Linked DNA regions of Pan troglodytes: region 1 is linked to region 2. The links are chromatin contacts, called in public Hi-C maps. All regions are on one chromosome and are shown on one strand. The core of a region is the stretch at or near the end of the contact, and the rest is flanking DNA. Distances in the headings are between cores, read along the strand shown.

Region 1 (6,884 bases), core at 1,531-4,030, 280 kb before region 2:
CAAGGGGGCTGGGCACCGAGGGTGGGGCGGGGGCACACCTGGAAAGCGTTGAGCTCTTCGTCACTGAGCGCCTGGTCCAGGTCCTGATCTGAGAGCCTGAAGATGCGCGTCAGCGCCTGGGCGCACGCGGGCCTCAACTGTGGGGATGTTGGCTCAGCACCCTCAGGTGACCCACGCCGACCCACCACACCGCCCCACCCAGCACCCCCTGGGCCCCTGGGGAACCAGCGTGCGGGGCCCCAGCCGATGCTCACCTGCTTGGCCTCAGGGTCATAGAGGGGGGCTGTGGGATGCAGGACGGCCTTCTGGGCGTAGTAGAACAGCTCTGAGATGTTCCTCAGGTTCTTGGCCGAACACTGGGAAAGTGGGAACAGCCTCAGGGAAGTGTCCCGAGGAGGGCACCGACTGAGGACACAAGGAATGAAGGAGGCGGCCCTGCCTGGGACCTACTCACCTCCACGCAGGTCTCAATCTCGGGAAACTGGCTCATGATGGGGAGCACGGCCTCCATGGAGCTCCCCGACCGCAGGTCTGACTTGTTGCCCACTAGGATGATGGGCACCCTGGGTTGAAGGCCCATGGTCACCAGGGGCAGGGGAGCCAGGAGTCCCAGCCCCTTCCACATCCCCCTCATTACCTGGGCCCCCGCGTGGTCCCCCCATTCACCAGTGGGATCCACTTAGTTCGAATCTGAAAAGCAAAGCCTGGCTGTGAAGTGAGGCTGCCCGCGGGCACATGGCTCCCAGCTGGAGCACGAGCCTGGCTGGGGGAGAGCAGAAGGGGGAGGTCAAGGCCCACTGAGGGCCCAAGTCCCGGCCACAGGAACAAAGCTGGTGGGAGAAGGCAGGCAGCAGGTGCAGCCTCATCGGTCTGACCCCAATGGCTCCCAAACACCCCCAAGTCACTGGGGCCCAAGCCTAGGGCCGCCCCCAACGCAGGCCCTCTGCGGGTCCCCCCCGGGGGTTTGGAAACTGGGGAAGAAAGAGGGCTGCCGGCCTAAATGGCTCAGACTGCGGGACGTCCCAGACCCTCTCAGGGGAAGTGGGATCACAGGAGAGGGCTGGGTGACTCCACGTCAGGCGACTCCACGTCAGGCTCCCCAAAATGCTGTGAGCGATGGCACTGGCCACGGGTTGGGTGAGGGTCCACCTGGGCCACCACCGGCCACTGTGTCTCTGCTGTTGGGGTCTGCACTGAGGGCTCACCTTCTCAATGGTGGCCTCCTCAGAGACGTCATACACCACACACACCACGTTTGCCTAAGGGAACAGTGATGAGGTGTGGGTGACAGGGCTGCTGGCTCACCACCGACGACCCTGGCCGTTCCACGCCATCTCGAGGCTCCAGGAGGCCCCAGAAGCTCACAGGTAGCATGGGTGCAGCTCTGAGGCCGGGAAAGCCCAGCCTTCCCTAAAACCTGCCTCCAGCCTGGTGTTGGCAGAGCAGGCACTCCCCAGTGTCACACTGGGAGCTGCTGCTGAACCCTCAGAGAAGCCTCTTCCCCGCCCACTGCCAGTGCAGGGACACCAGGCCCCAGAAGCGTAACTGTGGTCGGCAAAACCCTTAGAGCAGAGAGCTCGGGACAGACACAGCCACACCTGCAACCCAACACCCTGTAAGACTGCCGCCGCCTTGGCCCCTGCCTCCCCCCTGGCTACAGACAGAGTGACAGGACCGCAGTAAGGGGTGCCAACAGCAGGGGCTGCCCTGGGTGGCTGTGGCCTGTGCCCTTGCCTGGAGATGTCCCCGGCACACGTGCTCTGGTACTGGGAGCTCCGGGTGCCCGGAGGCCGGGACGGTGGGCTGGAGCACACAGCACGGGGACGTGGCGCACACAGAGCCCACAGGAAGAGTAAACGCTGCTGCCACCCCGGCAGGAGGGAGGGAGAGCCTGCGGGGAAGGGTCCTGTTATCCCTGGAGCACTAATGGACTGAGCGGTGCCGGCTCCCAGCGGGGTGCGTGCGCTGTAGGGGCCCCAACAACCCTCAGTGCGGAGGTCACAGAATTATCAGGGCCAAGGACACCCTGAGCACCTCGGTCCAATCCCCCAGCCTGCGAAGCGGATTAGGCCGAGCCCGCGCCCAGCCCCTCCCTCGTCCCGCGCACCACGGGTACCTTGTGGATCTCCTCCCGCAGCTCCTCGTCCGTCTGCTCGGCTTCTAGGGGGACAAAGAGACTCCACTGCGGACCCAGCAGGCCCGCCGGACCGCTGCGGGCCGGGCCCCCGGGAGGCTACGGCCGCTACCTGAGTAGTCCACGATGTGGGTGGGCACCTTCTCCGGGGTGACGTCCGCGGGGATCGTGATCTCCTCCGCGCGGGGAGGGACCTGCAAGGGACCCGCGCGCTCACCAGGGACCCCCGGCTGGGCCCGCTCCCACCCCCGCGGCGGGCGTGCCCCTTACCTCCTCGGGGAACTCCTCGCCCACCAGGGACAGGATCAGCGACGTCTTCCCCACCTGGGCTGCGCGGGGCGAGGCGGTCAGCGCGAGGGCCAAGGTCACGGCGCCCCCCGACCCCCGAGACCCTCACCCCGCGTCACGGCCGCCGCAGCTCCGAGACCCCCGGGCCGGCGCCTACCCTCGCCCAGTAACAGGATGCGCACGTCCCGCCTCATAGCTGCCGCCCGGAGCCGCTCCCCGACTCGGAACCCGGCCCCGACCTGGTCCTCAAGCCTTTCGCTCTGCCCCCGCGCCCGCCCCGCACTTCCGGTTCTCGGCCCCGCGCTGTCCCCACACTTCCGGCCCCGCCCGCACAGTCGCACCAGCGAGCCGGGCGGGCCAGAGCGGACAGGCTGTGCGGCGCGCCACCGTGTGGACGCGCCGGCCACGGCGGGCAGCGCAGGCTCCTGGCGCCCTGGCAGGCCGACCGGCCATTGCTTCACGGCACGACAGGGGCCTTGACAAACAGCCGATTAAGAGACGGGCAGAGGCTGAGCTCAGGCCAGGAGTGACCAGAGACAGCCAGTGCAACAATGCAGCAATAATGCAATAAATGCCCATGTTTATTACAAGATAGAAACATTAAAGATTTCTTAGGCAAAAGGGCAACAGGTATGAAAGTATTTACAGGTCGCCAAATTTACAACAGCTTGCTCCAGGCGATTTACATGAATCCTGGCCTGTCCCAGCATGAGGCCATTGACAACCTGGCGCCTCTGCCAAGCCTCTGTCCAGGTGCCTGGCATGACCAGGCGTGATGCCCACCACCACAGTCCCTGCTGCATCTCAGCGGCCGGGGACCTCCCACACAAGGATCTCGTTGCGGGCGGCCGTGAAGAGCAGCCTGGCGGACGGTGTAAACCTGCACAGGTGCACTGCATTGTCGTGGCCGGCAAAGTCTTGGGCAGTCCCCATGGCACAGTCTACCAGCCTCAGCATGCACTCTGTGGGTAGACAGTGCAGGTGGGCCAGGGCCAGGGCCAGGCAGCACTCAGAGGGCTCCCCCAACCCACCCAGACTGTCCCCACTGGGCATGATGCTGGTCGGGGGAGCTGGTGCTAAAAGGGCTCCTGGCTGTGCCCTCCATGTGCCACTGGGACTAGGGGGTCCATCACTGCCAGGCTGTCGGCCTGCAGCTGGGCCAGTTCCCTCCTTAAAAGTCGCTGCCACGCGTGCATTCAGGCCCTGTGCTGGGCGCTGTGCCTGGTTCCTCACCTGCCTCATCATCTCCTGACCCCAGGACCCTCTCTAGGGCAGATGTCCTCACCCCACCCCAGAGACGAGGAGCTCGGGGCACAGGTGAGGCACCTGTCTTGGAGCAGGGCACCAGTCAGCCCACTTGGCCCCCACCTAAGACAGGCCCAAACTGCATCCACCAGCACTCACCAGCAAAGCCAACAGCCAGGAGGTGGGTCCCGGGGGACAGGCTCAGGGACATGGCAAAAAAGGGCAGTGGTATCTTCTCCACCACCTGTGAGCAGCCAGCGTGAGGCTCCAGGCCTGTGGGCTCAGGGCTCAGCCAGGCCCCACCCACCACCCTGGATCCCTGGGGCTCCCAGTGACACGCGGGCAACTGCGTGTACCTGCTTCTGGCAGAGGTTGTAGATGATCACCTCCTTGTAAACACCGGGGCCCACGTACATCAGGAGCGCCCCATCCCAAGGGCAGAAGGCAGCGAGGGAGGGTGGCAGGTGGCCCTGAGTCTGCAAAGGCGCAGCATGCTGCGGTGGGGTGGATGGGTACCGGCCCCACCCACAGTGCCAGGAGCATGGTTTACCTCCGTGGTGGCAGGCATTGGGAAACTCAACCAGTCCACAAGCTCACAGCGGTTCCGCAGCCAGTCGGAGGCCCAGACGCTGACCCGCTGGTCCCCACTGGCAGCCAGCCATAGGTCTGTGCCCTCCACCCCTAAGTCTTCACACTGGGAATGGAGTAGGTGAGGGCCGATAGGTGCCTTCTGCCAAGATGGTGCCTGCCCCCACCAGCACCCAGGCCCCCTCTCCCCAGCTCTTGGGGCTGCTTTACCTCTTTGCACGTGACACAGATGGTAGAGATTGGGGCGCCCTGGTGGTCACTCAGCACACGGAAGGTTGTCCCTGTGCGGGGGTGGCTCACAGCCACGAGCCCATCCTTGTCTCCAGAGAGGACAGTCTGACCTGGGACCATGCCGTCACCCTGTGAGCCCCCAGCCCGGAGACTGGACCTGGGCCAGGTCAGGACGGCACCATCCCCCACACACCCAACTCCTCACCGTCAGTGGAGAAGGCAACACTGGTCAGCGCCACCGGGTGGGGGTGCATCTTGAGCTCCATGGCCGTGCGGGAGATGCTGAAGATGCGCAGGGAGCCGTCACCGTAGCCAGCCGCTAGCCGCTGCTGCTCAGGGCGGCCACAGCACGGGGGGCTCCATGCCAGGCAGAGGCAGCTCTGGGGACCCACAGTGGGGAAACTTCAGCACTCACAGGGGCCCTGGGGACACACACCCAGGCCAGAGGGAGGAGGCGGCCCCGCCCATGCCAGGCCCCCCACCGAGCAGGCCCCCATCCTGCCCCCGGCCCGGGCACTCCCCACACACCTGGTTCAGCACCTGGAACTGGATCACAAGCTCCATGCTGGCCAAGGCCCACACCCGCACACTCCCATCCTCACTGCATGTGGCGCAGTGGGACTCCCCGGGGCTGAAGACCACCTCGTTCACCTGGGGGAAGCCGTAGCTAGGCTGGGGGTGTTGGCCCCTGGGCAGGGTAAAGGGACGCAGGCATTTCCTATTCCAGCCCCCAGGGCCGGGCTGTCCAAACCAGAGCATGTGCCTCTGGCCCCGGCCAACTCCACATGGCGGAAAGGAGCAGTGCCGGCCCCCGTGTGTGTCCCTGCACTAGATCTGGGTGAGTCCAAACCAAAGCAAGCCCACCAGCCAGTCAAACCCGGCGGGATACCGAGGAGAAAGCTGTTCTGACAGCACCTCCAAGACAGGAGCGTGGCCGTGCGTCCCTAGCAGGCTACAGACTGAGGTTGCAGCGAGCACGCCATGCAGTCGCATTCCTCCTCCCAAAACCGCTGCACGCCGATTGGGGGGAAATGCAGACGTGTCATTATGCAGGTGCCACTGACGGCTGGGACTGCTGGACTGGCAGAAAGGAGACACAGCTGCCACTCACCAGTTAGAGGAAGCGATACAGCCTGGCACCAAATGTGAACTTTAAGTGCAAGTGGGAACACGATGCACTTCATTAAAAAAAAATCAGTTCAGCCGGGTGCGGTGGCTCATGCCTGTAATCCCAGCCCTTTGGGAGGCCAAGGCGGGCGGATCACGGGGTCAGGAGTTCGAGACCATCCTGGCTAACACGATGAAACCCCGACTCTACTAAAAATACAAAAAATTAGTCGGGCGTGGTGGCGGGCGCCTGTAGTCCCAGCTACTTCGGAGGCGGAGACAGGAGAATGGTGTGAACCCGGGAGGCAGAGCTTGCAGTGAGCCAAGATCATGCCACTGCACTCCAGCCTGGGTGACAAGACACTCCATTAAAAAAAAAAAAAAAAAAAAAATTCAGTTCAGCTGAGCAATGAGGGACTGCAGGGACTCAGACCAGGACAGCTCAGTCCATCTCCCCAGGAGGGCCCTGGGCCCTACAAGGAAACGGCGAAGTCCAGGCCCAGGCAGAACCGCCCAGGCAGAACCACACAGGCGGGGCCCAGAATTCCTCGCACTTCCACATCACAGGAAGGCCACCAGTGACCACGGGCTCAGGTCATGGACTCAGGACCCGAATTTCCCGGCTCTGGTGGATGGACACACACATGATCTATCCGTACAATGCAACAGTATTTGGCCATAAAGAGGGATGACTGGCTTGGCACACACAGTGGCCGGGATGACCCTGGAAACCATGCTCAGGGTGAGAAGCCAGGTGAGCCAGTTCCTACAGAATATCCTGAACAGGAAAACCCAGACACAGAAAGCCACTCAGCGGTCGCCAGGGGCTGGGGAGGCGGGAAGCGGGGAGCGATCAAGGAACAGGCACGCACGGGGTTTCCTCTAGCTCCACAGCTGCTGAATAGGCCGAAACCACCCCCTGAAACACACGGAGCTGGTGCTGTGACTACACCTCAGCAAACCTGCTTCCAGAAAAGTAAACAACCCTCACCTGTCTCAAACTCAACTTTCTTTGCTGGCTATCGTCATCTCCAAATACTAAAGACAGGTTTCTAAAGAAAGAAGCCAGGGGCAACTGGATGATGGGACTCGGCATCAAGGAACAATCAATCTCGTGGGGCCCAGCTGACCACACGCAGAGCTGTTACACCCACAGGAGGAAGCCCATGGCCACAGCTGCTAGACCAACGCCACGCCAGAAACCTGGTCCAGCAGGGGAAGGACTGGCACCTGTCCTGCCGCCCCAATTCCACCCAGGAGGCCACCTCTCCTAAGGCTGCAGCTGGCGGGT
Region 2 (6,375 bases), core at 1,456-3,955:
GAGCTCATGTAGCGGATGAGGGCAGGGTAGAAGGGCTTCCTCCGCAGGTCCTGGTAGTGCTCGGCAAGGACGCTCTCTGGTGCCTGGGTGGCATTGAGGGAAGGAGGAGGAGCCGCAGAGAGTAAACGTGGGCACTAACACAGCAGCTGTGATGCCCTGACCTCAGGCACCTTGCAGATAACAGCAACATGGGCAGCACCCCCACCGCAGAATAGATCCCTCCTGCCCCTTCAACTGCCAAAGCCAGGCCCTGCCCCAGCGCTGGCTGGGATGTGAAAGGCCGAGAAGGATCCCCCAACCCCGTCCCCACAGGGACACCCACAAGCCCAGAGCCCCACTACCTGCAGCATCTTCATCCCCACCAGCGTGAAGCCCCGCCTCTCAAAGCGCTGGATCACGTCCCCAACGAGCCGCCGTTGCACGCCATCGGGCTTCACCGCCACCAGGGTCCGCTCCCGGGTCCAGGAGGGCCCTCCTTCAAAAGGCAAGAGGTCAGAGGCACTGCCACCTCATGCTTTCACGTCCCCACGACCCGGGTTTCCCAGCCAGAGCCCAGGGGTCACCAGGCTTCAGGGTGTCTGCCTCTATGCAGGGCACTGTGGAAGGGACAGGGATGGTGCCCACAGCCAGAAACACCCCCATGATAGTCCCTGTCAGGGACACCCAAGGCAATGTGTCCCCAGGGCTTCTAGCCTCTCCCAGGGGCCATGGCTCCTCCCAGCAGAGGCAGAGGCTGCCTGAGATCGCCCCGAGGTTCAGGGAGGCACTGCCCAGCTCAGGGACCACCACCGCAAGGTCCATAGAGGCAGAGCCCAGCTCAGGGACCACCTCAAGGTCCAGGGAGGGACAGCCCAGCTCAGCGACCACCCTGAGGTCCACAGAGGCACAGCCCAGCTCAGTGGCCACAGGGAAGTCTGGAGATCCTGCAAAACTCCAGCCTCACTTTTGACTCCAGCCCTTCTGGATGACGACAGACATGGTCTGAAGCCCCGACTTTCCACATGAGGAAGAACCCAGAGCCCACCCTGTGTCTGAGGTGAATGAGTGGCAGGGAACCAGGGAGAAACACGCTTTCCCCACCAGGTGAGCCCTGGAAACACGGACAAAAGGGGCCTGAAGATTGAAGAGGGAAGGTAGCAGGGTTCTGTCCGAGCCAGGAGACGGGGCCTGTGCTGCTGTGGAGTTTCAAGGCCTGTCGCTTCCAGACCCAGGGTCAGCGCTGAGCTCCGCCCCAGCCGTCCTCCTCTGGAGGGGACGCTGCCAGGGAAACAGAAGACGTCCGCACCTTCCTACAGTCCCAGGCTGCTCCAGAGCCGAGCTACCCTCCGGCATCGGGTCCCTGGTTTCCAGAGGAGCCCAGACCCTGTATGTCCCACAGAATCTGGACAGAGCCAAAGGGGCTCCGCCAGGCCAGGAGGAAAAGTTAACCCCAGCAGGCGGCTGAAGCCCACGGGAGGAAGACCCCCCTGGTTGGTTTGTTCCCCCAAAACCCAGTTTGCAGGGCGCCTTGTGTAGCCTGGGGCTCTGCTGCGGCTGGTGCGGGCATTGCAGGCGGCGGCTCACTTTTCAGAGCCGATGGAGGGAGCCCTGGGACATGGATCGTCCTGTGAGGTGGCAGCTGGGGGGGCCGGGCAGCGGCGGGGCCGGGGACTTGGGGCCTGACGTCCCAGTCAGATTCTGGCCTAACTTGGCCTTCAGCGAACGCCCCAGCGGAGCGGCTCCCCACCACCCCCCCACCCCCCGACTCCCTCACCCCCCCACACCCCCACCCCCACCCCGGCCGGGAGACCCCTCACCGCCCAGTGCTGCAGCCGGCCTCTGCCTTCCTTGCGCTCCCGGGCCCTCGGTCGCCCCGGACCCGCCCAGGCTGCCAACTCGCCGGGCGCCTGCAGCCTGGGGCCTGGGGAGGCGAGAAGGAGCCGCAGAGCCGGACGGGCACTGGAGGGGCGTGCCGGTGCAAGCCGGCGCCTTCCCCAACTCGGACGGACCCCGCAGCCCGCGCCCCGAGGCCTCTGGGGGAGTCGGACCCCAGCCCGCACGTGCGCGGACAAAGGCCGAGCGGCGCGCGCCCCTTCCTCCCCCCGCGTCCCCGCCGGGGCGCGCGGCCCCACTCACCCGAGCTGTGGCGCACTAGCAGGCTCGGGCCCGGGGCCCGCGGGCCGCAGCGCAGCCCCCGCAGCGCGGAGCGCCAGAAGAGGCCGCCCATGACGCCCGGCCCGCGGGCCGCTGTGAGCGCGAGGAGCGGGCGCGGAGGGCGGTGCCAGCCCGAGACCCGCCCCCGCCCGCCCGGGAGCCCCCGCGCCGACGCTGCCCGCAGCCCCCCGCCGCCCCGGACCCCCGTGGCCCGGCGCTCACGGGGGAAATGTTCAACGCCAATTTCTGTTAAAATCAGAAGAAAAAACAAAATAATAATGAATCCTTCTCGAATTGCATTCGTCTTTACACCGACGCAACCGTTAACTATCGTTTTAACGCTTTCCCACGGAGGAAGGCCCACTCGGGAGGCTGAGGCAGGAGGATCGCGTGAGCCCAGGAGATTGAGGCTGCAGTGAGCTGTGACTGCACCGCTGCACTCCAGCCTGAGCAATAGAGCAAGACTCTGTCTCAAAAATAAATTCACGGACCAAAAGGAGGTCTACAAGCCCTGGTCTGAGCCCCCTCCAATGGAGGGTGAAATTCCCACGTGAGCCCCAGGGCGGGAGAAGGAGGCGCTCCGGAGACGCTGACTCTGCGGCCAGGACGAGTAGGCGGGACTACAGACCCGCGCCACCACAACCAGCTAATATTTTAATTTTTTGTAGAGATGGGGCCTCCCTATGTTGCCCATGCTGGTCTCAAACTCCTGGGATCAAGAAATCCTCCTGCCTTGGCTTCCCAAGGTGCTGGGATTACAGATGTGAGCCTGGTCTGTGAATTTGAATGGGGAAAAATCCGACCTTTATTCTCAAATGGCCTCTGATGTGACTGCATTCGTCTAATTCATTCAATTGCGGATATAAGGAACAAGCCACATTCATAGTTGCAGGGCCTGTGACTTTGTCACCAACAGAATTCACAGGTACGGTAATATTGGGGTAGATAGCACAGCATGCTACTATTTGAAATGGTTAGGTCTCCCACTGCTAGAACTTACTTAATGAGTCTTGAAAATGCCTGTTCTTTTTGCTGCTATTGTGAATGGAATTGTTTTCTTATTTAAATTGTCCATTGCAAGTGTATAACATATAATTGAGGTTTGTTTGTTTTTAGACAGAGTGTCGCTCTTGTTGCCCAGGCTGGAGTGCAATAATGGCATATCTCTGCTCACTGCAGCCTCCGCCTCCCAGGTTCAAGCAGTTCTCCTGCCTCAGGCTCCCGAGTAGATGGAATTACAGGAGCTTGCCACCACACCTGGCTGGTGTTTTTTTTTATTTTTAGTAGAGACGGGGTTTCGCCATGTTGGCCAGGCTGGTCTCAAACTCGTGGCCTCAGGTGATCCACCCGCCTTGGCCTCCCAAAGGGCTGGGATTACAGGCGTGAGCCACCATACCTGGCCAACAATTGAGCTTTGTGTATTAATCTTGTATCCTGCAAGCCTTCCAAATGCATTTATTAGTTCTAATAGTTTTTAATTAATTCCTTGGGAATTTCTTTGTATAAGATTGTGTCATATGGAGCGGGGCACACTGGCTCATGTCTGTAATCCCAGCACTTTGGGAGGCCGAGGCGAGCGGATCACGAGGTCAGGAGTTCAAGACCAGCCTGGTCAACGTGGTGAAACCCCGTCTCTACTAAAAATACAAAAATTAGCTGGACATGGTGGTGCATGCCTGTAATCCCAGCTACTCAGGAGGCTGAGGCAGAAGAATGGCTTGAACCCAGGAGGTGGAACTCACAATGAGCCGAGATCATGCCACTGCACTCCAGCCTGGGCAACAGAGCAAGACTCTGTCTCAAAAAAAAAAAAAAAAATAAGAAAAGAAAAAACATCATGTCATATGGGAATAGAGACGGTTTCAGTTCTTTCTTTCCAATCTGAATGCCTTTTATTTTATTTTCTTGTCTAGTTGCTCTGACTAGAATTTGCAGTACTATGGTATAAAGAAGTGACTTTCTTTCTTTTTAGAGGCTGGACTCTTGCTCAGGCCTATTATCCCAACAATTTGGGAAGCTGAGGCAGGAGGATCACATAAGCCCAGGAGTTTGAGACTAGCCAGGGCAGTATAGCAAGACCCTGTCTCTTGAAAAAAAAAATAGTAAATAAACAAAAAATATATGAGTGAAGTGTATAGTATGTCAATTGTATCCCAATAAAGCTATTGCAAAAAGGAAAAAGCAGATATTACTATAGCGTACTTTGTTTTTTTTTTGAGACGAAGTCTCACTCTGTCACCCAGGTTGGAGTGTAGTGGCGCGATCTCGGCTCACTGCAAGCTCCGCCTCCCGGGTTCACGCCATCCTCCTGCCTCAGCCTCCAGCTGGGACTATAGGCGCCTGCCACCACGCCTGGCTATTTTTTTTTTTTTTTTTTTTGTATTTTTAGTAGAGACGGGGTTTCACCATGTTAGCCAGGATAGTCTCGATCTCCTGACCTTGTGATCTGCCTGCCTCAGCCTCCCAAAGTGCTGGGATTACAGGCATGAGCCACCGCACCCGGCCACTATATCGTACATTTTTTAATGTTTTATTTTTGTTTTTTTAGCAACAGGGTCTCCTTCTGTCACCTCGGCTGGAGTGCAGTGGTGCAGTCATAGCTCACTGCAGCCTTCACCTCCCAGCCTCAAGCGATCCTCCTGCCTCAGCCTCCCCAGTAACTAGGAAAACAGGCCTGAGCCACCGCACTTGGCCTAAAATATTTTTTGTTTTTGTTTTTGAGATGGAGTCTCACTCTGTTGCCAGGCTGGAGTGCAGTAGTGTAATCCTGGCTCACTGCAACCTCCGCCTCCCGATTCAAGCGATTCTCCTGCCTCAGCCTCCTGAGTAGCTGAGATTACAGGCACGCGCCACCACACCCGGCTAATTTTTGTTTTTTAGTAGAGATGGGGTTTCACCATGTTGGCCAGGATGGTCTCGATCTCTTGACCTTGTGATCAACCCGCCTTGGCCTCCCAAAGTGATGGGATTACGGGTGTGAGCCACCACGCCCCGCTGCCTAAAATATTTTGTTTGTTTGTTGATGAGACATCGTCTTACTCTGTTGCCTAGGCTGGAGTGCAAGGGCACGATCTCAGCTCACTGCAACCCCCACCTCCTGGGTTCAAGCAATTCTCCTGCCTCAGCCTCCCAAGTAGCTGGGATTACAGGTGCTCGCCACCACACCCAGCTAATTTTTTGTATTCTTAGTATAGACAGGGTTTCGCCAGGTTGGCCAGTCTGGTCTCGAACTCCTGACCTCAGGCAATACACCCACCGCAGCTTCCTAAAGTGCTGGGATTACAGGTGTGAGCCACTGCGCCCGGCCTGGCCTACAATATTTTGATAATTTATTTCAGTATAGTTTTTTATATTTTTATTTCCGTGTATTTTATTTTGCACATTAAAAACATGCTGAGACTGGGCGCAGTGGCTCGCGCCTGTCATCCCAGCACTTTAGGAAGCTGCGGTGGGTGTATCGCCTGAGGTCAGTAGTTCAAGACCAGACTGGCCAACATGGCAAAACCCTGTCTATACTAAAAATACAAAAAATTAGCTGGGTGTGGTGGCATGCACCTGTAATCCCAGCTACTCGGGAGGCTGAGGCAGGAGAATCCCTTGAATCTGGGAGGCAGAGGTTGCAGTGAGCTGAGATCGTGCCCTTGCACTCCAGCCTGGGTGACAGAACAAGACTCCATCTTAAAAAAAGAAAAAAAAAATTATGCTGGGCCGGACGAGGTGGCTCATGCCTGTCATCACAGCACTTTGGGAGGCTGAGGCGGGTGGATCACCTGAGGTTGGGAGTTTGAGACCAGCCTGACCAACATGGAGAAACCCTGTCTCTACTAAAAATACAAAATTAGCCGGGCCTGGTGGCAGGTGCCTGTAATCCGAGCTACTTGTGAGGCTGAGGCAGGAGAATTGCTTGACCCTGGGAGGCGGAGGTTGCTGTGAGCTGAGATTGTGTTATGGCACTGCAGGCTGGGAGACAGAGCAAGAATCTGTCTCAATAAATAAATAAATAAATAACTCTCTTGGCCAGGCGTGATGGGATGGTTCACACCTGTACTCTTAGCACTGTGGGAGGCAGAGGTTGGAGGATCACTTGAGGCCAGGAGTTTGAGACCAGCCTGGGAAACATAGTGAAACCTGTCTCTACAAAAAAATAAAAAATTAGCGGGGCGTGTTGGTGCGCGCCTGTATTTCCAGCTACTGGGAAGGCTGAGGTGGGAAGATTGCTTGAGCCCAAGAGGTCCAGGCTGG

What was found. Hi-C and Micro-C count contacts between places; a contact is called where the count stands out from the background.
Region 1: a Hi-C map of stem cell-derived neural progenitor cells shows a contact between it and region 2, with 4 times the contacts expected there. The contact joins the promoter of RHOT2 here to the promoter of NME4 in region 2. A contact is called at or near these places in 2 of 7 Hi-C or Micro-C datasets (induced pluripotent stem cells and stem cell-derived neural progenitor cells).

Annotation. Positions count from the first base shown.
Region 1 is chr18:3,023,656-3,030,539 of NHGRI_mPanTro3-v2.0_pri, reverse strand. It overlaps RHOT2 (ras homolog family member T2), which reads right to left and starts at 2,780. Exons shown (of 19, transcript XM_024349633.3): 1 at 2,580-2,780; 2 at 2,405-2,463; 3 at 2,247-2,328; 4 at 2,117-2,160; 5 at 1,206-1,259; 6 at 638-690; 7 at 455-563; 8 at 255-356; 9 at 39-137. The coding sequence starts at 2,616. It overlaps WDR90 (WD repeat domain 90), which reads right to left. Exons shown (of 40, transcript XM_063796380.1): 34 at 5,015-5,137; 35 at 4,692-4,866; 36 at 4,466-4,596; 37 at 4,218-4,361; 38 at 4,024-4,143; 39 at 3,827-3,911; 40 at 2,986-3,384. The coding sequence ends at 3,227.
Region 2 is chr18:2,743,772-2,750,146 of NHGRI_mPanTro3-v2.0_pri, reverse strand. It overlaps NME4 (NME/NM23 nucleoside diphosphate kinase 4), which reads right to left and starts at 2,705. Exons shown (of 5, transcript XM_063796375.1): 1 at 2,356-2,705; 2 at 342-475; 3 at 1-83. The coding sequence starts at 356.